Regions from separate parts of the Mus musculus genome. Here region 2 is linked to region 1. The links are chromatin contacts, called in public HiChIP or PLAC-seq maps. All regions are on one chromosome and are shown on one strand. The core of a region is the stretch at or near the end of the contact, and the rest is flanking DNA. Distances in the headings are between cores, read along the strand shown. Region 1 holds the start of Neurl3 (neuralized E3 ubiquitin protein ligase 3). Region 2 has its middle 20 kb from the start of Arid5a.

Region 1 (7,101 bases), core at 1,757-4,256:
ACCTAGACCTGGTGCATGCTGGGTAAGCTCTCTATCGGTGACACATCTCCTAGCAGTACACACCTTACTTTCTAAATTTGCATTCTATATATGAGAGAAAACTGATGACGTTTGTCTTTCTGAGTCCGGCTTGTTTTGCTTAACGCGATGATCGATGATCTCCAGCTCTGATCGTTTCCCTGAGAATGGTAACTCCTTTCTTTATGGCTGAGTGAAACTGCATTTCCCTTATCTGCCTATGTGCACCTTGGCTGATTGCACAACTCGGCTGGTGTGAAGAGTTCCCAGGCACCTCTGTTGTAAAGTGCATTCATTTAGTATGGATGTGAATTTAATGATATGTGGAGCCTTCCAGAAATAAAAACCCAGAGAGGGGATGGGCAGACAAGGATCTACCCCAAGTGGAGAGGTTCTTGGTAGTTACCGTCTGCTGAGGGAGGGGGAGTCATCTTTGTTCAGGGTGTAACCACTAGAAAGTCGCCTGTGAGCCATTCAGTAACCCTGCACACATGCACATGTCTGCAGGCAAGTGAAACTAAACTTAGTGGGCCATAAAAAACAAAACAGGAATGAAAGCTGGAGAGAGACCTGTAAGGAAGAAGAATGAGTCGAGTCCATATGGGGTAGGAGGGGACAAGAGGAACAGGGTTGTCATGGAGATGGTTTGGTTGTTCAGAGCACTTTACTGATCCTCCAGAGGACCCGCGTTGTCTGGGCTCACAACTGCCTGTATGTCCAGTCCCAAGGCAATCCAAAGGTTCCGGCTTCCAAGGACTGCCACACTCAGGGGCACAGAGCTACAGCCAGACACATACAATATATAGGATTAAAATAATAAGAATAAAATTTAAGATTAAAACCCTCACCATATATGTGTATGAGACTGTCAAAGAATAAAACATAAAAGTATTTTCAAAGAAGGAAAATGCCACTGGGGGTGTAGCTAAGTTGGCAGGGTGCTTGCCTAGCAGGCATGAAGCTTGTGTGTGTGTGTGGTGTGTATGATTTGTTTAGTGGGTGTGGACATACATGTGCCACGACATGTGTGAAGGTCAGAGGGCAGCTGTCAGTCTTCTCCATATACCATGTGGGTCCCTGGGTCAGACTTAGCAGCAGGTCAGGGCCATCTCACCAGCACTGAAGGGTGGAGGCAGAAGTTGAGCCCACGAGTGACTGTCAATTATAGTGAAGGTACTGGGGCAGAGGTGAGTGTGAAGGGATGGTGATGAACAGGGCGGGGCCTAGCAGGAACAGTCTGATCCAGTTCTCCCCCGCCCTGATGTCCACGGTAAGCAGGGCTTGAGGAGCTTGGGGCTGGCTTCATGGGAGAAAGGTGGGGGGCCTTCCTGTTTCTGCAACCCCCCAAATGTAGGGAGCCTGTTTAGAACGGCACATCCTGAATCCAGTCAGTGGGGTAGCTAAATTCACTTGGATGTGGGTGTCTTTGGCCTTGCCTTTGCCTTGCTGGCTGCTAGCCCGAGCAGGCTACAGGTCCTGTCTGGGGACCATACCACCTGCCTGCTGGTCTGCAGCTAGCCCAGTCATTTTCTAGAAAGGCTAAAACTGCAGAGCAGGCACCCTGATTGGGCACCACACACCTCTGTTAGGGGGATGTGGCTAATCAACAAGGATCTCTTGGCTCCAGCCCTGAGCAACCCAGCAAGGGAGGAGCATCCACAAGTGTCCAGAGACTGGTGTGCCTGCCAGGAGGTGCCAGGAGCCTGAACCTCTTAGACTGAGCCAGCCGGGGCATCGGGGGAACTGCAACCTTTAGAAGCCACAGGACTCCGGCCCAGGTGACTGGCACTGGCTCTAGAGCAGCTACCTGTGGTCTTGGCAGAAGTTATACATCTAGTGCAGTGACAAAGGGCGCTCAGCAAGGGTGTGGCCGGAAAAAGAAAGTCCAGGGGTTACAGCAATGTCTAAGGTAACCAGGGCTACACTGATAACACTCACCTTCCCCTGGCCACTTCTTCTCACTTAGGCACCACATGCTGGCTGGAAAAGGTCCCCAAACCAGAACATCAGACCTCAAGAAGAGGAAGGGATCTGCATAAGGTAATACAGCAGACACAACCTGGGTCTCCAGCCCTCTATTTCCCTCCTCAGTCGAACCGCCCCCGCCCCCCCCCCGCCCCCCCCGTCCTGTCTAGCTCACTGTCATTTCCAGGTGCTCCTGTTCCTTTCTTTCTTTTTTTTTTTTTAAAGATTTATTTATTATATGTAAGTACACTGTAGCTGTCTTCAGACACTCCAGAAGAGGGCATCAGATTTCGTTACAGATGGTTGTGAGGCACCATGTGGTTGCTGGGATTTGAACTCCGGACCTTCGGAAGAGCAGTCGGCGCTCTTAACCACTGAGCCATCTCGCCAGCCCCCCCCCCTCCCCGTTCCTTTCTTAAAGGGGCCACAGAAGTCACAGAATTGTGGCTTTGATCTGGAATCTCAAGAAAGACCTAATCTGGCGGGGAGGGGGGGTGGGGTGGGGGTGGGGTTGTAAGCCCCCAAACCAACCTTGCCACTGGGCGGCCTCACCTTCACAGGTCCTAGGATTTAGCTCAATCAGTTAACCTTCAGCAGCGCTGCGCACCTTCTCTATGTGGGGTTGGACACCATGCCGGCTGCTAATCAAAGTTCCTGCATGCTCTTGAAACTCCCAATGCCCAGATCTCATCCCAGACCAGGACCACCAAAGTCTTTGTTGGGGAGAGTGGGGGAGGGCGTGGCGGCGGCACGGGTGTTTACTAACATGCGATTATAATTCACAGACAAGGGCTGCTTAGAAGTCAAACAGAAAACCGTCTGCTGCAGCCACAGTTACAGCCCCTGCTTCCCTTCTTATCTCAGACCAGCCTGCTGCAGCAGCAGTCCACTGTGAGCCACGAGAGGTCATGGGGAAAGTCCCGGATATCGTCATGCGTGACAGCATCTAATTAATCAACAACTCTGTAACGTGAGCTCCAGCCTATAAAAGGGGAACCTTCCGGAGTCTTGTAACCCTGACCACTGGCCTTCACAGACATCTTCAGACCCAGGGACTTGTGCCCCAGGAGGAGCTCAGGCTGATGGGTTCTCTCCTCAGCCCTGAGGCCAGTAAGTAGATTTCCCGTATGCCTTGAGCTGGCTTCTGGAGTCCTGACTGCATGGAGTACAGGTGGGAGGTCTGGAAAGGGGAGATCAGAGACTTCATTGGCTCCTAGAGTGGGTTTCTCCATGGTCTGGGCTGCGCGAGGGCGAGAGCTTCCTGCCTTCCCAGGAACCCAGCAGAAGCGGGGTGTCTGGTCCAAGATGGCTGCGGAGATACACACCCCTCCTTCCCACCCACTACCTGTAAGCAGTCTTTATCTAGGAACTGGATAAGGGAGAATCAAGGCTGGGGTGGGGAAAAGGGGAGAGCTTAGGAGGCCGGTGGAAAAACGAGGGATTTCAGCCTTGCCAAATTGTCGGTGGCAATGTGGACAAGTCATTTTTGTCCCTGGACTCTTGGTTTTTTTCTCGTCTGAAGGTTGGGACTATGCCACCACCCTGCTGTCCTTTAGGACTCCAAATGTAGATATCTAAATAGTAATGAGATAAGAAGTTTCTCTGAGACACCAGTACCTGTGGTCACGTGTCCCCTTAGCAGAGGGGCCTGGTGAGTGAGCAGGAAATAGCATGCCACCCCTTAGAACAGAGACGGGGACCAGGCACCCTAGACCTGCCCCCCCAAGCCAATCAGTGCCCCTGTGTAGGGCCCTTGGCAAGCACCCAAGGCTTGCTCACAGTGGGCGGCCACGCCCAGAGCCACCTCTGCTGTGGCAGCTGTGTTTGGATTCAAGGCAGGGCAGTAACAATGCCAAAAGGGATGGGGTATAACAGGTACAGATGTGGGGGGGGGGGAGTGGGAGAGGGAGAGGAGGGAGGAGGGAGTGGGAGAGGGAGAGGGACTGAAACTGTGTAGCTGAGCCCACAGTCTCCTTGGGGCTGGGAGGACAGGAAGGGACCTTTCTTGAGCTTCCCCAAGCTCTGCATGCTGGGGTGCAGAGGGGAGAACAGGATTCTGCAAAGGGCTGACTGGGTGCCTGGCATCCCAAAGACCTTGATGCTGAAGGTGCTGGCAGTTAGGAGGCCATCACGGAGCAGGTGGCTGAGCATCCATCACTAAAATCCCCAGAGCCTTGCAGCAGAGACTATAATTTGTCTTCATCTGCCCAGGCCTGGAGATGACCCTACAGACATGGCTGGCCTGTCCCAACTTCCTAGCAGTCTAGATCCAGGCCAGCCTCCGTCAGTGGGTAGCACAAAGGTGGGGGTCACTGGAGAAGGACTACCTCTCTATTGTATGGAACCTCAGGACCTGGCTTAAAAATGGGGTCTAGAACAGGAATTCTCTAGTTCTTGATAGACAGTACTCTGAACCCTGTGCCAACCCTGCCAACCAGGACACACCCAATTAGAGAGCCACGTTTAGCTTGTGCCCACCTCTGCCATAGCCCAGCCCAGCAGTGGGGTCTGTCAGGTTGCTCAGTCAAAGGGCCAAGATGCCTGCCAGTCTCTGCAGGAGGAGGAAGGCAGAAGAAAAGTGTCCACCCCTTTCGTGCCACTGTGACCCAGCTCTAAAGCCAGGAAGCCGTGCTCAGTGTAAAGGGAAGGTGCGGCTTCTGTGGGGGACAAAGTCCTGCAGGCCTTTGAGAGACTGGCAGGGTAAGGGTGGCCTTCAGCTCTACTCCATCTGGGTCGTGTGCTCAGTGAATAACCAAACAAGCCATATGAGAGAGTGCGTGTAGCAAGTCCAGGCCTTAAGAGGCCCCTTGTGGCTTGCCAGTGGTGGTACCTCCTGGGAGCCACACCCAGAGAGGGACACAAGGCCTGAGCATGCAGAAGAGAGAAGGTGGTTTAACTGCTCACCTAGGGACCCACGGGGGCAGCAGCATGTCCCCTTCAGCTTCTTCCCTGTGACACAGGACATGGTTCCCAAAGATCCCTGGGAAGGCTCCTAAGTGGGGATGGAGCTTTGCCCATGCAAGCTGCCAACCAGGCCAAGGCTTTCTTTTCCTGGGACTCTTGTGCCCTCAGAGGCCATTCCTGGGGCAGTCCCCCTTCTTCTGAACTGATATCCATCAGCCATCCTCCTGCCTCTCTTCTGGGAAGTAGATGGGGGCAGTGAACTGAAGGTCTCCCTCTCCCAGAGCAATTCTTCCAGTCCTCTGTCCTCCTGGAGATGGAACGCACCCAGGTGAACACCCTGCCTGCAGCCAGGGAGGACTGGCCACCATTTTAAGATGAGCAGTCCAAAGCCTCCAGACCGGAAGGGGATTTGAACCCTTTCCGTGGAGGCTGTAGTGGCTGAGGCCCGGGGCTCCTGCTTGCTCCATTTCTACTTTTGTGGTGGACCAGCAGGGTTGCGGAGGGACTGTTTCCAGCATCTGCTCTTGTCCAGGATTATTACTCAAGCCCCTAGCCCACAGCCTCACTTGAGACCTTCACATCAGTGGTGGCTATGACCCAGCTGAGGGATGGGGAGGGCTCTGGCCAGTAGCACCAGGACCTCACAGTCTTATGTTTGGCTCTGTAGGCAGGCCTGTGATCAGGGGTCAGCCAGCGGGTGGGGGTGGGGTTCCTCTGGAGTCTGGCTCAAGTTCAGCTTGAGTTCATCTTCCTTTTTCAGCCAGCTTCCTCTTCTAACCCTCCTCCCCACCCCCTTCTTAAAGAGGAAAGGCAGGCAGGTCTCTGGGATCTGATCAACCCAGCCTGGAAACTCCAGCTTTCTCCCAGCCCTGCGATGAAGGGCTGCCCAGCAGGGAACTTTCCCTCCTGGCTGCCAGGTGCCTTTCAGAAGTCCCTTGGTTCCAAAGCTCACTTGGGTCCTTGGGGGAACATAGGCATCTCCTGTTCTCAGCTTGCACTCCTGTCCTGTGGGAAACTGCTGTGTCCCCCTCTCTTCCAGGATCAGCGGGAGAGGGCTGATATAGCTCACCTATGGGAGAAGGAGGTCAGAGGAGCCGAGAGGAAAGCAGAGCTATTGTGGGCCACCTGCGAGGCATGCACAGTCAGTAAAGGCCTGGCTCCTCCAGGCTAAGCACTACATCTAGGGGCTGGCGAAAAGGCTTCGTGAGTGAAGGTGCTTGCGGACAAGCTGGAGGAATAGATAGCTCAGACCCCCAAACCAGAAGGTAGAAGGAGAGAAATGACTTCTGTAAGTTGTCCTCTGACTTCCACCCATGCATCCCAATACTTGTGCACTCAGTAAAGAAGTGTTAAAAAAAAATTCATTGGAGTTCACATGTCTAAGTCTTTGACTTCATTTTGTTTAACAAGGTTCACTGTCTATGTAGCCCAGGCAGGCTTAGCCTGGAACCCCTTCTGTAGCCCAGGCAGGCCTTCACAGTTCTAGGACTACAGCACCACCACACAAGCAAGCTGCTTTTTCTATTCGGTCCCAGTAATAACTATGGCTTGGGTGGATTTAGACAGGGCTGGTACACATGTAGGTTCTTAAATTTTTCATGCTAGGCATCCCAGGGAACTGTGGTCAGGGGAGGTTAATAGACACAGACAGGTAGAGTGTGCTGCCCAACGGGGCTTTAAGCAGATCCCTGGGGCTTGTGAGATGAGGTCTGGTTTGGTTTGGGAACTGGGGGTGATGGAAATGGCGGTGGAGGAGACCAGGGCATGCTGGACGTTTCCTGGAAAGCCGGTGGGTTAGAATGGACCCTCACTGACTGCTCACCTCCCCGCTCTGCTCCACAGATGCCGAGGTGCCCCGCGAGGCCCTTAGTTTCCACGGGAACGCCACGGGCGCACAGGTGCATCTGGACGATCAGCGGAGCACAGCGCGCAGGCGCTCGACGTTCCACGATGGTATCGTGTTCAGCCAGAGGCCGGTCTGGCCGGGTGAGCGTGTTGCTCTGCGCGTCCTGCGACATGAAGAAGGCTGGTGCGGTGGCCTCCGCGTGGGCTTCACGCGCCTGGACCCTGCGCAAGTGGCCGCGTCCTGCCTGCCACCCTTCGTGTGCCCGGACCTGGAGGAGCAGAGTCCCACGTGGGCAGCGTTGCTTCCAGAGGGCTTCGTTCGTGCGGGGAATGTGGTCTGCTTCTGGGTGAACCGTAGAGGGTGGCTCT
Region 2 (6,670 bases), core at 4,040-6,539, 52 kb before region 1:
GTAGCCAGTTCTCAGGTGGATGCCCAGGCTGACCACAGTGTGGGTGACAGCCGGAGCCTTGTTTATGTCTACAGTTTTCATTGAAAGCTTTGGTTTTCATGTTGCCCTTAACAATAACTGGACATTGAGACAGTCATCTCAAGAAAAGGCAGTACATGGACAACAAAATTCTCTAAAATGACCAAAAATAGATGAATGATGAATATATCTAAGGAATTAAAATTAAATATTATATAAAAGATACATATAGGAGCACATACCTATACTCCCAGCGCTCAGGCAGGAGCATCACATGTTTAAAGCCATAGTAAGGCCCTGTCACAACATTTACAAAAGGGCTGAGGATGTAGCTCAGTGTTATATAGAGCCTATGTGGCATGCACAAAGCTTTGAATTCAATCCCCAGGAGCTCCTCCCCTCAAAAGAAGTTACAACCAAGCAAACAGCTTTTGAACAAACAAATTTTAGCCAGTAATACTGTACTGCCTTTGTTTAACAGGCAGAACATTGCCACATCTCTGGTAAGTGGAGCTACACAAGAAGCCACCAGCGCTACCGGTGGCTCTTTGTATCTTCACCCCAATGTAATTTGCTGAACAGTTGATGCCATTAGCACTGTACTTAGAAGTGTCTCTGCTAACGCTCACGATAGGATTCCCCGTAGCACATGCATGCACACACATCATGAAAATAAGCGGGAAAGACTGCAAATGGATCTCAGTTGATAGTGTTTGCCTAGCATGCATGATCTCCAGCACCAACTAAAGCTAGGCATGGCGCTGGACGTCGGCGCCCTGGAGCTGGAGGCAGAAGGGTCAGGAGGCCAAGCTCATCCTTGGCTACATAGTTTAATAAGAGATGACTAACATTTTTGTTTTGTTTTGCCACGTAGTATTCTATTCATAATTTCAACCCCACAGGTACAGACAGCAATCTACCAAGAGCACTGTTGTCTTCAAGACCTGTGAACTCTTTCTAAGCAACTCCATTATACTCAACAATAAGTTCTTTTTGTTGTTGTTTTGGGTTTTTTTGTTTGTTTGTTTGTTTTTTGAGACAGGGTTTCTCTGTGTATCCCTGGCTGTCCTGGAACTCACTCTGTAGACCAGGCTGGCTTCAACTCAGAAATCTGCCTGCCTCTGCCTCCTGAGTGCTGGGATTAAAGGGTTGCGCCACCACTGCCTGGCAGGAAGCAACAATAAGTTCTTACAGGTAGCATCACTGGCCCAATAATCTGATTTCATTTTCATTTTCTGAGATAAGGTCTTGCTATTGTAGGCCAGGCTGGCCTTAAACAGAGATGTGGTCAGAAGCAAAGTAAAGGAAATAGTTACTCTTGGAGCAGGGCTCCATGCTTGCAACATTCTCAGATCTCTTAACAGTTTTTCCTCAAAGATTGTGGGCACATCTTTTTTTTATTATAGAATAGAGTTTATTCAGGACATGGGGATGGGACTTAAGAGAGTAGTAGAGGCAGAGAGAAGAAGGAGAGAGTAGAGAAGCAGAGGCCTGCCGTGACCACATGGAGAGAGGGGTGAAGGGGACGGGGAGAGGGGGAACAAGGGGGCAAGAGGCAAGAGCATAGGGTTTTTTATTTTGTTTTGTTTTGTTTTTTGAGACAGGGTTTCTCTGTACAGCCCTGGCTGTCCTGGAACTCACTTTGTAGACCAGGATGGCCTCGAACTCAGAAATCCGCCAGCCTCTGCCTCCAAGTGCGGGGACTAAAGGCGTGCACCACCACTGCTTGACTGGTTGTTTTTACTTGTGAATCTATCCATCCATGGGCAAAATGTAATTGTGATTTGCTTGCCAGTAGAATGCAAAAGAAGGCATTTTAGACCATGGAGAGTGAAGCATCTACATTCTACTAGCAGGACACTCTCAAGAGTGAGAAGTAGGCGTCTGAATGAATGTCCTGGGCAGTTCTATTAATAGCTCATAGGTTTCAAAAAAAAAAAAAAAAAGAATACTCTTAGGTCTGGCAGAACAGAACTCTTAGAAGCTAACTGGCAGGACTAGATCAAGATGCACCTTAAACATGTCTGAAGTCTCGGGGCTGGAACGATGGCTCAGCGGTTAAGTGCACTGCTGCTCTTGCAGATAATTTGGGTTCAATTCCTAGCATCCACATGGTGACTCACAACCATTTGTAACTTTAGTCCCTGGAGATGTCCTTTTCTTGCCTCTTGCAGACACCAGGCACACATGTGATGTCCATCCTTACACGCAAACAGACAAAGCACTTGTACACTTAAAATATCAAAATCTTTCTAAAGTCTTTATTGGATTCAGCTGTAGAGAGTGAGAGTACTTTAACATCCTTTTCTTTTTATGTATGTTTTTATTATTTCTATGTGCATCTTGTGTAAACGTGTGAAAAGATTGAACACACCATTTTCCTGGTCTTTGATAATGCAGTTCTGTTTGCCAGATAGTACAATCATTTAATGACCCATGGTGAGGGTACCTCTTTTGTTGTTGTTGTTGTTGTTGTTTTTGTTTTTTTGAGACAGGGTTTCTCTGTGTAGCCTTGGCTGTCCTGGAACTCACTCTGTAGACCAGGCTGGCCTCGAATTCAGAAATCTGCCTGCCTCTGCCTCCCAAGTGCTGGGACTAAAGGCGTGTGCCATCACGCCCGGTGGTACCTCTTTTTTGATTCCAGTATATACTCTAGTATAATTATTGTTATAACACTTTCTGGCCAGTTTTCCTAGCTGTGTTTAGTAGCTATAAGCAGAGGACTAATTTAGAATTCCCCCTACATGGCTTCTTGATAATACAGGCTTGCATATTTCCCCGATGTCCACAAACAAGTGCCCTCGAGCCCCTGGCTCCTCTGGTTGTCTTTTACCTGCCCTGATACATGATTACGACAACTTCAAACACCTTTGTTGAAACCAAGGGCATAGTCCTGGACAGCCCCACAACGCTCAAACAGTGGAGATGAGCGATGAAGGAGGCCCAGTGTGCACTACCAGAGAGGATTTAGCAGGACTGTCAGTCCGAAGGCCTACAAAGTTGACCACAGCAGTAGCCTGTATCTGAATCCCAGAGTTCCTACAGCAATGGGAGGTGCAGACAGAATTCCCAGAAGCTTGCTGCAGCTAGCCAAAGGCAGCAGGAGACAATACAAAAGAGCCCCTGCCTCACGCAGGATGGAAGGCAAAGGCTGGCACCTGACACTGTCCTTGATCCCCACTTGTCTCATGGTCCAGGTGTGCCTACACTCCACATGGGTGTGTGTACATACACACACTGATAACAATGGCAGACAAATCACAAGTCTCATTTTTCTGCTTTAACACATAGGAAAACCATGGATCCTGCCCTAAAGGGAAAGAAAGGTTCCTGAAAGAGAACAACTGCCTGCTTTGTCTCCATGTGTGCAGAGCAGGTCAAGGAATGGGGCATGGCCCATAGTTTTGCAGGAAGAGTGTCGGGTGGATTCTTGCCCTCTCCCAAAGCTAAGGGTTCGGAGTGGGGACTGTCTAAGTCCGAGGTGAAGCAGAGTTGCTCTTCTGGGTCACCATTCTTCTAAGCCTTTTGGGCCCTGCACATGAAAGCGTCCTCTGGGAATTGCCAAAGCAGCAAGTTTCACACTGGTGATGCACACCAGTGGGCACTTGTGCTACTCACAGTGACTATAGACCCCTGTTGCATGGGGTTGTAGCTGGCAGTTGGTCTAATCAGGAGTTGGAAGTGAACACAAAGCTTGGATTGCCCCTAAGAACCAAGTCAGGGCGGGGTGGGGTGGGGTGGTGCAGGGATGCAGATGTGGGTGGAGAAATGGTAGATGCTTTGAGGGCACCTAAGAGGGAAGCCAGAGTTCCTGGGGAAGAGGCTCCAGGATGAAGATGGGGGACGCATGCAAGTGGAGGAGAGAATGGTTTTCAGGCAGATGGAATCCCATGTGTTTCCAGAACTGTTGGGGGTGTGTGACTGCCAGAAGCCTGATGGGGGGACACCCCAGAGCTCAACCCAGGCAGGAACTGCAGAGTGTGGATGCAATGGGGGAGGGGGAGACCAGAAGCCTGAGGAAGGAAGAAGTTTCCAAGCAGACACTGGAGTTTGAATCTGGGGACAGTACAGAGTTGTGGGCCACATCTTAAGTGCAGTGAGCTGATGAGAGCTGGGTATGGCAGGCTTATTTTAACTTGTTCCTAATGCATCCAAGGCCATTAGCCCCATATCAAATGTACAATGATTGGAAGTTCCACCTCTTTAGCCCACCCATCTCTCCCACCTAGTTACCTCTGAAAGAACCATTCCCCCTTCTGTTCACCTCCTTTGCTTCTCCCTTCTCATTTTCCCTCCCCTCTCTATTACATTTATCTGTTTGTTGGGGGGGGCATGCATGCTATGGCGCACATGCAGGTCAGAAGACAACATCCAGTAGTTGTTTCTGTCCTACCACATGAATCCAGGGGTTCAAACTCAATCCGTCAGACTTGGAAGCAAGACCGTAAACCTCTGAGCTCTTTTGAACAGCTTTCCCCTAGAGGTTCCCTCCCTGACTATTACCCAGGCTTTCAACTGTAGCTCCTGGGCAACCCATATCCAAGCCAGGCTTTCTTGATTGGGCTCCCAGTGCAAGCGAGTGATGCTTCCCTATTCTTCATTCCTGTGGGAGGGAAACCACCAGAGCCAGGCTGAGATGTGGCAGTGAGGTCAGGGAACTTGCATCAGACAGCCCATCATCAAGCCCCAGACAATGGTACGGATGTGGCAGGTGAACCTCCACTCCCCTTCCAAGGGCCTTGGCAGACATTACTAATCAATTGCATCACTTTCGCAGTGAGTCAATCCAGAGCTGCAGACAACCACAAAAGTTGGCTTGCCATTCTTGACCCAGACACTATCCAGAAGTCAGAGTCACTGACTCAGAAGGCAAGGTAAAGGGTAGTGGTCAGAACACATGCATGGGTTTCAAAATGCTAAGGTAAAGGACAGGATAAGGCATGGCCAAGCTAGCAAGGGAAGTAGTGACTCACATTCATCAGGACTTAAGTTTACAGAGGGCTTTCTCTAAATACCCTGGCTCTTGGGGTTAAATGACTCACTTCCATACTACAGATGAGACAGAGAAGTCCCAGAGAAAGGGGGGTGCACCTGGTGCCACACAGTATTCTGATCCATGTGGCATACACTTTCTCTGAGCCTTAGCACAGGTAGCTCAAGACCCAGAGTCAGCTTCTCCTCTAACGGGTCACCCAGAGCTGAAACCCATGAGAAGGTGAGAGACAGAGCCCACCCGTGGCCTGCTGCTAGTGGTCTAACCCCTGAGTGGACACAAACTCAGGGAACATTTGCTGACAGGAGACACTCTGGAGATCTCAAATATTACTACTTAAACAGAGCTGCAGGGGTAGCTCATTGGGGCATGTCTTTGGAGGTTATACCTGGTTTGTGTGTTCTCTCCCTCTCCCTCTCCCTGCTCCTGTCCCCTTGCCTCCCCTCCCCCAGTTGTCTACCCTAAGACAAAGAACTTCCAGTGTCTTGTGGTTCTGCCACCCAGTGGCCATGGGCTAAATAAAACCTCTGCTAATGTAGGCAACAACAAATGTGATGGTTTGTATATGCTTGGCTCAGGGAATGGCACTATTCGAAGGTGTGACCCTGTTGGAGTAGGTTTGTCACTGTGGGTATGGGCTGTGAGACTCTCATCCTAGCTGCCTGGAAGCCAGTCTTCTGCTAGCATCCTTCAGATGAAGATGTAGAACTCTCAGCTCCTCCTACACCATGCCTGCCTGGATGCTGCCATGTTCCCACCATGATGATAATGGACTGAATTTCTGAACCTGTAAGCCAGCCCCAATTAAATGTTGTCCTTATAAGAGTTGCCTTGGTTATGGTGTCTGTTCACAGCTGTAAAACTCTAAGACAACAAAACCTCCCATCTCTCAAGTTACTTCTGAAATTATTTGGTTATGATGATCAGCAAAGCAAGTGACACAGGATGCACATTGAGTCCTTCCTCCAGGGCCTAGGGTTTGGCTGTCCCTCATGCTTTGAGCCACTCGGGAATTCTCTTGTCTACATTAGCCTTCATTTCTATTGCTTGCAAGGAAAGGACCCAAGATTGTCACTGGCACACTGGCTGTGGGAAAGTATAGGTCATAATCTATTTGGCTTCTAGCTTCTTGGCCGTTCCTTTCTACCCCAGGGCCCAAGCAGAAAGCCAAGAACCTTAGAGGTAGGAAAGAGCCTCAGGAAAGGTAAGGTCGGGAAGTAGCTGCTCTTTCAAGACACCCACTGGGAGCGCCTCTTCCTTGCTCTCCTTGTATGTCAGAGCCTTTCCTCCTTTGGGGAGTTTCACAGTCAGGGCCAGGTGGCTTCCAGGACTAGAGGCTCCCCACAAAAGGTTGAGCTGCCCCCTGGTAGGATGGGGAGTGTGTTCTGTAGTCATCTGCTCATTAGTGGTCTCTAGATTCAATTCTGCATCACAGAGGACACAGAGACTCACAGGTAGCCAGCCGGCTGTCACACACACACACACACACACACACACACACACACACACACACACACACGGAGGAACAACCCCCAGCGAGTGAGGCCCTAGTCTTGGGAGCTTGTGCTCATATTTGCCCACCTCGATGGTCCTGCCAGATCAGCGATTGCTCTACATTCCTGCCCAGAAGCCCTTTGAAGAGTTGAGCAGCCACATTCT

The links. HiChIP or PLAC-seq counts read pairs in DNA pulled down with a chosen protein or histone mark.
Region 2: a CTCF HiChIP or PLAC-seq map of CD8 T cells shows a contact between it and region 1, with 7 read pairs. The contact joins the enhancer-like site here to the promoter of Neurl3 in region 1. A contact is called at or near these places in 1 of 39 promoter capture datasets (macrophages), 4 of 15 datasets of contacts at CTCF or cohesin (CD8 T cells, embryonic stem cells, large pre-B cells and 1 more), 7 of 484 Hi-C or Micro-C datasets (the 63-12 cell line, B cells, CD8 T cells and 4 more), 6 of 115 datasets of contacts at active chromatin or transcription factors (CD8 T cells, the HPC-7 cell line, embryonic stem cells and 3 more) and 3 of 9 other capture datasets (adipose tissue, liver and pancreatic islet).

Annotation. Positions count from the first base shown.
Region 1 is chr1:36,269,330-36,276,430 of GRCm38.p6, reverse strand. Neurl3 (neuralized E3 ubiquitin protein ligase 3) reads left to right here and starts at 3,006. Exons shown (of 4, transcript NM_153408.2): 1 at 3,006-3,093; 2 at 6,730-7,101. The coding sequence starts at 3,066.
Region 2 is chr1:36,324,285-36,330,954 of GRCm38.p6, reverse strand. No RefSeq gene overlaps it. Among named protein-coding and RNA genes, the nearest start is that of Arid5a, 20 kb to the right of the region's middle. Within about 2 kb of position 5,289, at least 76 of the 459 cell types and tissues checked have an H3K27ac peak or open chromatin away from gene starts, as enhancers often do. A contact at or near this core is called in the 63-12 cell line, CD8 T cells, Th1 cells and 2 more, where this site is marked.